Linked DNA regions of Mus musculus: regions 1 and 3 are each linked to region 2. Evidence: chromatin contacts called from public capture Hi-C and targeted proximity ligation data. All regions are on one chromosome and are shown on one strand. The core of a region is the stretch at or near the end of the contact, and the rest is flanking DNA. Distances in the headings are between cores, read along the strand shown.

What was found. Capture Hi-C pulls out chosen DNA fragments and counts their contacts.
Region 1: a targeted proximity ligation map of embryonic stem cells shows a contact between it and region 2, with 5 read pairs. A contact is called at or near these places in 3 of 39 promoter capture datasets (the 3T3-L1 cell line and pre-B cells), 4 of 484 Hi-C or Micro-C datasets (B cells, embryonic stem cells, pro-B cells and 1 more) and 3 of 130 datasets of targeted methods (the NIH/3T3 cell line, T-cell acute lymphoblastic leukemia and embryonic stem cells).
Region 3: a contact with region 2 is called in a capture Hi-C map of embryonic stem cells, with 6 times the contacts expected there. A contact is called at or near these places in 2 of 130 datasets of targeted methods (both in embryonic stem cells) and 1 of 9 other capture datasets (embryonic stem cells).

What each region holds. Positions count from the first base shown.
Region 1 is chr19:7,054,878-7,058,675 of GRCm38.p6, reverse strand. It overlaps Macrod1 (mono-ADP ribosylhydrolase 1), which reads right to left and starts at 1,908. Exons shown (of 11, transcript NM_134147.4): 1 at 1,494-1,908. The coding sequence starts at 1,785.
Region 2 is chr19:7,582,028-7,585,732 of GRCm38.p6, reverse strand. Plaat3 (phospholipase A and acyltransferase 3) reads right to left here. Exons shown (of 5, transcript NM_139269.2): 5 at 1-168. The coding sequence ends at 67. Among named protein-coding and RNA genes, the nearest start is that of Lgals12, 23 kb to the left of the region's middle.
Region 3 is chr19:8,496,204-8,499,748 of GRCm38.p6, reverse strand. No RefSeq gene overlaps it. Among named protein-coding and RNA genes, the nearest start is that of Slc22a30, 93 kb to the right of the region's middle.

The sequences.
Region 1 (3,798 bases), core at 659-3,158, 530 kb after region 2:
CCTGACCTTCCCAGCTCTTCATAGTGCACAGAGGACTATGTCGCCATAGTGTTTCTCCACTAGACAGACTCTTGCCTGGCCACTCACTGTTGAATCCTACAGCGCTGGTACCAATAGGGCGTGAGGTAAAAGTTTACTGAATGAGGGCCAAGGAGATAGACGGGTTAGTGGGTGGGTAAACGGAATTTGATCCCCAGAACCCATGCAAAGGCCTAAAAGCTAGCCGCAGCACACTGGCATCTCTAATCCCATTAAGCCCGGCGGAAATGGCAAGCGGAGATCAGACTCTCCAGAGGCTCAAGGACCAGCGCCCCTGACTCCCCGCTTGGCACAGAAAGGAAGAAAATAGCGTCTGTCCAGCAGCTGAGGAACCTCAGGTCCCATCAGCTTTCCCAGGTTAGGCTGGTTTTCAGGGTCACCAAGGAAAAGGGAGCTACGGGGAGAAGGGCTGGAATGTAGAAATAGACGCAGACGGTACACTACGTGTGGTACTGCCCCAACTCTCCTCCTCTCCCTGGGTTGCTGCTCTCCATGGGTAAGCAGGACTCTAAGGAAGAACACTAACTCCCTCTGCTGGAATTCTGGACGAGCCCCGCAACTCCCGGCCAAGGTTGAGGGAGTGGCAAGTTCTGATTGCTCCCAAAGAAGACTGTCAAGTGCTTTAGGATCCTGGGCAGACTTGCAACAAGGGAGAGCTCTCTTTTCTAAAAAGGAACCAATCTGAGGTTACCTTCAACCCCGCTTGACCCAGCCCCCATGGTCACGCCCACTAGCAGCCCAGCCAATGGCCTTAGCCGCTCATTGGGAGGAGGATCGGCCCGGAATAATAAGGGAAGCACTGGCGCTGAAAGGCAGGGGCAGCTGGACTGCCACTCAGGGCTATTTGGGGCTCTGCACTTTGCATTCCAGTTAGCGACTAGGTCGTCCGGGACCCGTGGCCCCTTCCTGGCATGCCCGTCCAGGAGGAGAAATACTTTCATTCTTGAGGGAGTCAGTGATTCTCACAAGCCCACGCCCGATGTCAGCCTGCTCTCCAAGTTCTATGATCCCAGTCCCTCAAGAAGGAGCAAAGTGCTGGCAAGGGGCCAGAAGCCAGCAGGAGGGCAAAACGGGCACCTACCATACTCCCAGAGAGGCCCCCGAGCTGCCATTCTTGGGGCTACCTGACCCTACCTGATAGGCCAAGCTTCTACACTTTGCCTTTGCACACTCCCAGCCTGACCTTGGGGAAGTGAACTCTGGCCCTAAGCCTCAGTTTCCCTCCTGTGCATGCATGGAGGAAGGTGGCAGATCCCAGAGGATCTGGGGGTGTGGGGGGTGTGGACTACCTGGGACCATTGCTGAGGTAAGGCCGCCTTCCCCACTCGTTTAGTCAAGGGGTAACCTGGTGTAGGAGCTGGGTATGGATGTGGGCTAAAGGGGTTCCCGAGTGTCTCAGTTGCTCGTGGAGTGCCTTTCGGCCGGGGAGACCCACGCCCTGCGCTCACACTTACATTTGGCCTCCTTCCAGTCGGTGGAGGTGCTCAGGTCCACCTTCGCGGCCATGGCCAGGGGGGCCCAGGTGCGCACCCAGGCTCCACGCCCCGCCGCCCCCCACGCCCCAACTCCCGCCGAGAGCCACGCGCAGTAGCCGTGCTCGCCCAGTGCCACCAGGGGACCGCACGCACTGCCACGGGGCCGCGGGCCACCCGCCGAGCGGCCGGGCCAGGGGCGCAGGGAGACCAGCAGCTGCCCCGCCGCGCGCAGCTGTGCCAGGCGGCCGGACACTTGGCTCTGCAGCGACATGAGCAGGCGGTGCCGGGCGGCTCCCCGCCCACTCGGACTCTATTTACGGTGCTCCGGAGAGTCGCGCTCGGTCCCTTATTTACTCTGGGACGAGAGTGGCGCGTGCCAGCCCGTGGCGACCTGCTTAGAGACCGCGGGCGGCGCGCCGCTGGGCACCCTGGAACTTGTAGTTCCGTCCCGGCCCACTGCGCTCACGCACTGGTAGCACACACGTGCGCACCCAGCCTGTCTGTGTCCTCCCGAGTGTGGCTGCAGCCAACCTTCCGAAGCTCGGTGATTCGACAAGGCACTCCGTGCGTGGGTTTTCCCGCCAAGTCGGCTTCTAGTTCTTTCCGCCTAGTTGCCGTGGCTCATAAGTAAACTCGGTCCTATCGCGTGTTTTGTAGGCATAGAGAGACCTGGACTTGTGTTGGTGCCTCCGCATCACCCAGCTCTGCTTCTGATCCACAGCAGCTGCACGTTCCAGCCTGCCAAGGTGGGGCGGGGGTGATAGGTGCCGCGGACCTATGTGTTAGGGTGGGGCAACTTTTCTGAAGAGCTCGACCTCCCTTAAGCTCCAAGAGCCAAGCAGCGCCGACTGAATTCCACAGCAGCTCACAAGACATTAGTGAGATTTGACAGGAAGAAACCTAGGTGTCAAATAGGCATGGTAAGGCATACTTACAATCCAGCATTCCAGAGGGTGAGGGCGGAGGATCTTAGGAAAGTTTAGGATCAGCCTGACTTACAAGGCAGCCACATAGCAAGACCCTGTCTCAGTCAATAGGTCAGTCTAACAATCAATATAAAAAAGAGCCGGGCAGTGGTGGCGTATGCCTTTAATCCCAGCACTTGGGAGGCAGAGGCAAGCTGATTTCTGAGTTCGAGGCTAGCCTGGTCTACAGAGAGTTCCAGACAGCCAGAGCTACACAGAGAAACCCTGTCTTCAAAAACCAAAAACCAAAAAAAAAAAGGAGAAAAGGAGAGAGAATATGGATCTATAAATGTGGGTGTATAGAAACACTAGAGTAGTGACCTAAGAAGGATAATTTTTTTCTTCTTTATTTTTCTCCTTTTCTTTTGTTGTTGTTGTTGTTGTTGTTGTTGTTTTTTTTTTTTCTTCTCGAGACAGAGTTTCTCTTTGTAGCCCTGGCTGTCCTGGAACTCACTCTGCAGACCAGGCTGGCCTCAAACTCAGAAATCTGCTTGCCTCTGCCTCCCAAGTGCTGGGATTAAAGGCGTGCGCCACCACTGCCCGGCTAATTTTTTTTTTCCTCATATTCCATAATGACATATGCCTGTAACCTGTTCCCGGTTAGCCACTACTTCATATTCAGTTCCACACCAGCCTGGCCTACCTGAGAGCTGGTTGTCAGAGCTACCCAGTGAGACTCTACATTTTTATTTAAAAAGAAAGCGGGGGTGGGGGAGGGATTTAAATCCCGGGGCTGGAGAGATGACTCAGCAGTTAAGATCCCTGACTGCTGTTCCAGAGGACCAGAATTCTATTTCCAGCCCTCACATGGTGGCTCAAAAATCTTCTGTAACTCCAGTTCCAAGGGATGCCACGCCCTCTTCTGGCCTTGCATGGAGTAGTGCACAGCCACACAGGCTGGAAAACACCCAAACACATTAAAAAAAATTTTAGAAATTGTTACTGTGAACCTTAATATCTGAGCCATCTCTCCAGGCCTTGCTCCCTAAACTTTACAAATAAAGATTTAGTTCCTGGGAAACAAAACAAAAAGGAGAGAGAGCAAAGCGAACGACCCTCCTATTGAAACCTCACCACCAACCTGGCAACGTAAACAATGCAGATTTCTCAGCTTATTTCTGAGACAAGAATCTGACGTGAGTCACCAGAATTGCATGCCTCTGGCTTCATCCCTTCCTGGAAGCTCTAAGGGAGCTTGTCCCAGGATTTTCCAGAGGTCACGGGCCCTTCCTGTAGATCCTCCAGCAGCCTGGCAGTGAGCCCAGGCTGCTCCTGTCTTTCATGTGGTGTGGACCATGCTCTCTGGTTCTCCATCTACC
Region 2 (3,705 bases), core at 1,168-3,667:
AATCTATAAATCAAACTCCAAACCCTCTAGCAAAAGAAGAGCCCAAAAACTGGGCAGTCATTCAGCTCATTGCTTCTGTTTCTTGTTTCTGGAGAGCATGACTCCAACGAGGCCCAAGGCCGCCAAGCCCACTCCAGCGATGCCTACCGCCTTGACCGCATCTCTGACCTGCAACAGAGAGGAGGGTGAGTCAAGCTCTGTGTAACGAGTGTGGGAACAGGCTTTTCATTGACCAGGGTCACTCTGCTCATGTCACTTCGCATGCCCCCTTCGCTTCCAGTGGCCAAACTGAAGAGCCAACAAATACTGGCAGGGGCAGTGGGAAGGAGAGGGCTGGGCAAGGAAATGAATGGACAGAACCAGCTGGCCTGGAATTGACACAGACTCAAAATAGTAACCTGAATGAGGCTCTGGACTATTTAAAGCATACAAACCTTTGTAAGGCATCTATGGAAAGAAGAGAGGGATGACAGCAGAATGGGAAGATGGACAGCCAGTGGGCAAGTGTAAGGTCAGGAAGGGATTGCAATTGAGAACTCAAAAAAAAAAAAAAAATCTGACCTCCATGAGAGCAAGGACCTCACCTCATGCCATGTGTCCAGTGTCCGGCCTGCCAGGCTTGGAGGTGCTCAGCCCTTTAAAGGGCTGGGGTTTCTTGTGTTTGTTTGTTTGTTTGTTTGTTTGTTTGTTTGTTTGTTTTGCTGAATGCTTGTTTTTCTCTTATGGAGTCAGGATCTTGCTCTGTAGCACCCTGAACTCAAGACCCCCTGCCTTGGCCTCCTGAGTGCCAGGCATGACACTACACCCAGCTCTCTCTTTGTATGGACTCCAGTGTTCACCAAGAGACCAGAGTCAAGACATAGTTGCCTCTATTCCACAGGTCTCTTTTTATTTATTTTTATTTTTATTTTTATTTTTTTAAGAAAAGGTTGCATGTAGTCCAGACTGGTCTCAAACTTGGTCTTAGTTACAGTTTCTATTGCTGTGATAAAACACCGTGACCAAAAGCAACTTGTAGAAGAAAGGGTTTGTTCTATCTTACACTTCCAGGTAATGCTCCATCACTGAGGGAAGGCAGGGCAGGAGCCTGTGTGGAGGCCATGGAGGAACATTGCTTATGCTTGCAGGCTTGCTTCTCATGGCTTGCTCCTCCTGCTTTCTTAACACCTGGGGCCACCAGCCCAGGAATGTTAATGCCTACAGTGAAACGGGCCTTCCCGTACCAATTATCAAGCAAGAAAATGCACCATAGGCTTGCTCACAGGCCAATCTGGTGGGGACATTTTCTTAGTTGAGGTTCTCTCATTCCAAAACTACTCTAACTTGTGTCAAGTTGATATAAAACTAACCAGCACCAAAGATGGCCTTAAACTCCTGGTCCTGCCTTTACCCACCATGCATTGGGATTCCAGGAGAATGTGAGCCACTGAACCTCTCTATTCTTTCTTATTTATTTATGTATTTATTTATTTATTTTACCTCCCAACCCCCGTTCCCCTCTCTCCCTTCCTCCTAGATCTTCTCCCCACCCTTCCCCACTTCTCTGCATATCAACCAGGCCTAGCATATCAAGTTGCAGTTAAGACTAGGCACATCCTCTCCTATTGAGGCTAGATGAGGCAGCTCCTGCTCCCACTGTTAGGAGCCCCATATGAAGACCAAGCTATACAACTGTAACATGTGCAGAGGGCCTTGGTCAGTCACAGTCAGGCTCCCTGGTTGTGGTTCAGTCTCTGTGATCCCCTATGGACCCAGGTTAGTTAATTCTGTGAGTTTTCTTTTGGTGTCCTTGACCCCATTGGCTCCCACAATCCTTCTTCCCCCTCATCCACAAGATTCCCCAGGTTCTGCCTAAAGTCTAGGCACCAGTCTCCATCTGTCTATTCTTACCGGTCTCCATCTGTCTATTCTTAAGTAAATTCCACTAGTAAAGGTAGTTATGTAATGCAGATGTGAGACTATCTGACTTGAGCTGCTATCGAGTAGGACAAAAAGCATTGCAAAAGAGGGGGTGTAGGGAAAAGCTAAACATTTGTCAAATTCCACTCCCTCCTAAAACCTAACTGAAATAAAAGACAGCATTTGTTTGGGCTGGGAGACAGCTATGGTCGAGCAACAGCCTACCATGGAGAAGACACTGAGTTCACTACCCAGCACCACAGAGATCTTTCTTTTTAATTAGAGGCATTTCGTTTTTTGTTGTGAGCCTAGCTCTTATGGCTGAGGACAAAGAAGCTGAGAAGTAGCCTGTGTTAAAGAAAGAAACTCCTAAAAGGGTCAGATGGACACACCCAGGTTCCTCTGGAAGTGAAAAGGAAGAGAAAGCACTTCCTCCGTCAGATGGACACACCCAGGTTCCTCTGGGAGTGAAAAGGAAGAGAGAGAGAGCACTTCCTCCAGTTTCACGGACCCCCTCCCTCGCCCCAGCAGAGGCGTGACTGATCTCTGGACAGGGTAAAACAGAAGCTCTAGGGATCTGCAAGTCTAGACATGCATTCCAGATTGTATCGTAACCGCCAACGGGGCACTGAGTGACTATGAGCATGCTAAATTGAGCCTCCAAGACCCCTCTGCTGTTCCCAGAATGTCACCCTCCACTCAAGCCTGGAAGAGTTTTCTAGGGAATCTGACCATGCCAAGTAGAAACAGACTGTGGGTACTGAAAACAGCCCACTGGGGTCATCTCACAACATTAATGAGCCCCTTGCCCTCACCCTATTCATTGGCTCCTTACCTAGTGCCTACCTTCTATACCCCCTGCCTTCCCTCATTGTTAACCTAGTTTGGATGCAAGTGTGAATGGTACTACCAACCAGAGAGCTCTGACTGCTGGCTGGCCTCAAGCCATGGTGTTATGGAGTTACCTGGGGAGATGGAACAGTGAGTAAGTGCTTGACTTGTAAAACAAAAACCTGAGTTCGATCTCCTGAACCCCTTAAAAAGCCAAGTATGGGGGCATGCATTTGTAACCCAAGTGCAGGGAGATGAGAAAAACCCGTTTCCTGGGACTGTCAGTCAGCTCAGCCTAGTTGACAAATTCCAAGTCATCAAGAGATGTTTTTGTTTGTTTGATTGTTCGTTCATTTAAAAAAAAATAGGGACAGTACCTGCAGAATGACACTGGAAGTTGACTTTTTGCCTCTACATACACTCAGACACACAGGAACACACACACACACACACACACACACACACACACACCTTTTCTATCCAGTGTTTTCCTTGCTGAGTTCTATATCAGGAGGGGTAAAATGCAGATAATGGAGGAGGAACAACATGAGCCTCATTCTTTCCTGAAAGCCATAATGTGCAAACAAATGCTGATACTGCTGGTTCAGACAAAAGATACTTTGTGGAGGCACACAACAATAGCCCCAGTGTTTGTGGTCACACTTAGTACACAAAGAGAATGGTTAGGATATGAATATAGTATCTAGTTAGTCCTGGTGGTACTAAGAAAGTGGTACAGTCAGATCATACATACATACATACATACATACATACATACATACATACATACATACATCTTTTTTATATGTACTTAAGAACATGTTATGATAGCTTGGTGACAGGTTCTATGTAATTAAATTGAAGTTTTATTTAGGTAGACTGAGTTCTGCCTGCTGGTTAGAAGTCTCTACTCTTTGTTTTGTTTTGTTTTGTTTTGTTTTGTTTGTTTTTCGAGACAGGGTTTCTCTGTGTAGC
Region 3 (3,545 bases), core at 754-3,253, 910 kb before region 2:
TTCCGGTTTTTGTATTCTATCTTTATTTAGTGCATTTGTTGTTTTGATTATTATGTGTTGGGAGGAATTTCTTTTCTGGTCCAGTCTATTTGGAGTTCTGTAGGCTTCTTGTATGTTCATGGGCATCTCTTTCTTTAGATTCGGGAAGTTTTCTTCAATAATCTTGTTGAAGATGTTTGCTGGTCCTTTGGGTTGAAAATCTTCATTCTCATCTACTCCTATTATCCGTAGGTTTGGTATTCTCATTGTGTCCTGGATTTCCTGGATGTTTTGAGTTAGGATCTTTTTGCATTTTCCATTTTCTTTGATTGTTGTGCCGATGTTCTCTATGGAATCTTCTGCACCTGAGATTCTCTCTTCCATCTCTTGTATTTTGTTGCTGATGCTCGCATCTATGGTTCCAGATTTCTTTCCTAGTGTTTCTATCTCCAGTGTTGCCTCACTTTGGGTTTTCTTTATTGTGCCTACTTCCCTTTTTAGGTCTTGGATGGTTTTATTCAATTCCATCACCTGTTTGTTTGTGTTTGCCTGCAATTCTTTAAGGGACTTTTGTGTTTCCTCTTTAATGTCTTCTACCTGTTTGGTTATGTTCTCCTGCAATTCTTTAAGGGATTTTTGTGTTTCATCTTTAATGTCTTCTACTTGTTTAGCAGTGTTCTCCTGTATTTCTTTAAGTGAGTTATTTAAGTCCTTCTTGATGTCCTCTACCATCATCATGAGATATGCTTTTAAATCCAGGTCTAGCTTTCCAGGTGTGTTGGGGTGCCCTGGACTGGGTGAAGTGGGAGTGCTGGATTCTGATGATGGTGAGTGGTCCTGGTTTCTGTTAGTAAGATTCTTACGTTTACCTTTCGCCCTCTGGTAATCTCTGGAGTTAGTTGTTATAGTTGTCTCTGTTTAGAGATTGTTCCTGTGGTGATTTTGTTACCCTACATCAGCAGACCAGGGAGACTAGCTCTCTTCCCTGAGTTTCAGTGGTCAGAACAGTCTCTGCAGGCAAGGTCTCCTCTTTCAGGGAGGTGCACAGTTATCTGGTGTTTGGACCTCCTCCTGGCCGAAGATGAAGGCCCAAAACAGGATCTTTCCCAGAAGCTGTGTTTCTTTGGCCTGCAGACTGCCCGCCGCAGAGTCCGGGAACCAAGGTGGCCCCCGCGGGACGTGAGGTAGAAGCCTCTCGGGCCCGGTGGACACCTGTGCTCTTACCAGGAAGGTGCCAGGTTGCCTGGAGCCGAAAATGGCACCGCTTCAGAGGCTCTGTGGTTCTCGCCCATTCCAGAAGCTGCTGGCCTCTGTGTTCCACACTCTCACCTGCAGACCACCCGCTGCGGAGTCCGGGAACCAAGGTGGCCCCCGCAGAACGTGAGGCAGAAAGAAGCCTCTCGGGCCGGGCGGACCCCTGTGCTCTCACCAGGAAGGTGGTCGGTTGTTTGGAGCCGGAAATGGCGCTGCCTCAGATGCTCTGTGGCTCTCGCCTGTCCCAGGAGCTGCTGGCCTCTGTGTTCCACACTCCCACCTGCAGGCTGCCCGCTGCGGAGTCCTGGAACCAAGGTGGCTCCCGTGGAAGCTGAGGCAGAAGCCTCTCGGGTGGACACCTGTGCTCTGACCAGGAAGGTGGCCGGTTGTCTGGAGTCGAAAATGGTGCCGCCTCAGAGCCAGGTAGCAGTATCTTGAAGAGGAACAGGACAGTGGCTGAACAATAGAATGATCTAGGAAGCCTCCATCTTAGGTAATCTCCTTAGTGGCAGAAAAGGTCAAGGTCTGACTCAGCCTGCTTCAGGTTTGGGGGAGGTTACAATTTCCTCCCTGTTATTAATATTAAAAAAAAAAAGCTGGATGGAGGCATAAAATTCATTTATGCTCTATAGTTCTGCCTGATTTCTTTGGGCCTAGTGAAGAAACCTGTCTCAGTGGGATTCCCTAACTTTTTTCATGGTAAACCCACCTATTCATTAGGCCATTGTGTTTGGGTAAGACTGGTTACAGCCTCAAGTAAACACTCTGCAGACTAGCCCTGAGCTATTCCTGCTTGGTCCTTTGTAATGCTTAATTAGTTACTGAATAGGTAACTTCCTTACTGAATTCCTACTGAATTCCAAGTTTGTCAGCTTCAAGGTCTTTCTAGGACGTTGGAACATTGGCGAAGGCTTAGTTATGTCAGAATTCAATTTTAAAAGGCACTTATAATAAGATAATACTAAAAGAGAGCACATGGATCCATACACTAGACTAACACAGGGATAGGGTAAGAATATACAGGTTATGAGAACGCAAAGTTCCAGGAGGTGAGTTTCTGTGAAACTCTTTGCCTCGTGAGTGCTCCCAGGCCTCTCGGCCTGTGAAACAAACTTCACTGGAGTGTGCATAGCATACTCCCCCTTTCTTAATATATTTCTGCCGAAGTTCCAGAAAGTCCCGCCTCATCGTAGCTACAGGTCTCAGGAGTGCTCTAAAGATGAGTGTAAACACAACGATTTACTAATAAAATAGTGCCAATAATAATAGCAAGTAGGAATATATATTGAACCCAATCCAGAGGATTCAATGCACTTAGGTTATTTTTTAAATCTCTGGCCAATTCATCAATGTTCCAAGTGTCCAAGTGACTATTGCTAATATCTGAAATTTCTGCCTTTCTAGCCTTAATATATGATATGTCCTGCCCTATTGTTAAGACTACTACTTCTAAGAAATTAACCTTTGCCTCCAATCTTTTACATGGCTCTGTGGTGTATTATTAATAAACCACAGCCTCTTGGCATGTACCTCTGTCTAGATTGATATGATTCCAACTGGGTGCCCGTCTTAGACTGTCCGGCCCTCATAGCAAACCTTATTTCCAATTCAGACCAAAGCCACAATATGTACTTAGAATGCTTCTTGGTGAAGATTAATAACTGCCACCTGTGCTGTTGGAGGCAAGGATGCACACTTGCTGCAGTCAGGCTGAAGGGTGTTGACTGACCTACTTGAAAAACAAAGTCAAGACAGTGAAAAGCAACAGTACAAAAGCTTCTTTGGGAAAGTACAGGTACACCCTTCAATTGCAAATTAGCAACGATCAGGCTTAGACTTAGACCTCCTGGTGTGGGGGAGGTGACTTTGAGAATTGCAGAAAGGCTGCAGCTTCTCTGGGAGTGGAGGCTGTGCTCCAAATTAACTTTGCTAGGTAATTAAGATTTTAGCTATCTTCCCTAGGATTCTCTAATACTGGAATTATTACTAGACCAGTCCAAGATTGAGTTAGAATAACTGGTCACAATGAGGGAGGGAGAAGAATCACTATAACTCTTTCTTGTGACTAATCTTTCTAAGTCAGATTACATGGTCTCTAATGTTTTATGTCCCATAAGGTTTAAAAAGCTTGAAGCAAGGCAGCTTAGCTTGTCCAAACTGGGAAAATGGCAAACAAAGGTGGGTCAAAAACATATACCCAATTCAGCTTTCTTGTCACTACAGTCAGGGCACTCAGTGAACTCACCTGTCAGCTTGTCACATGAATTAGCTGTCATGCTTCTGCAGCGTTCTGTGAAGAGAATCTATGCTTT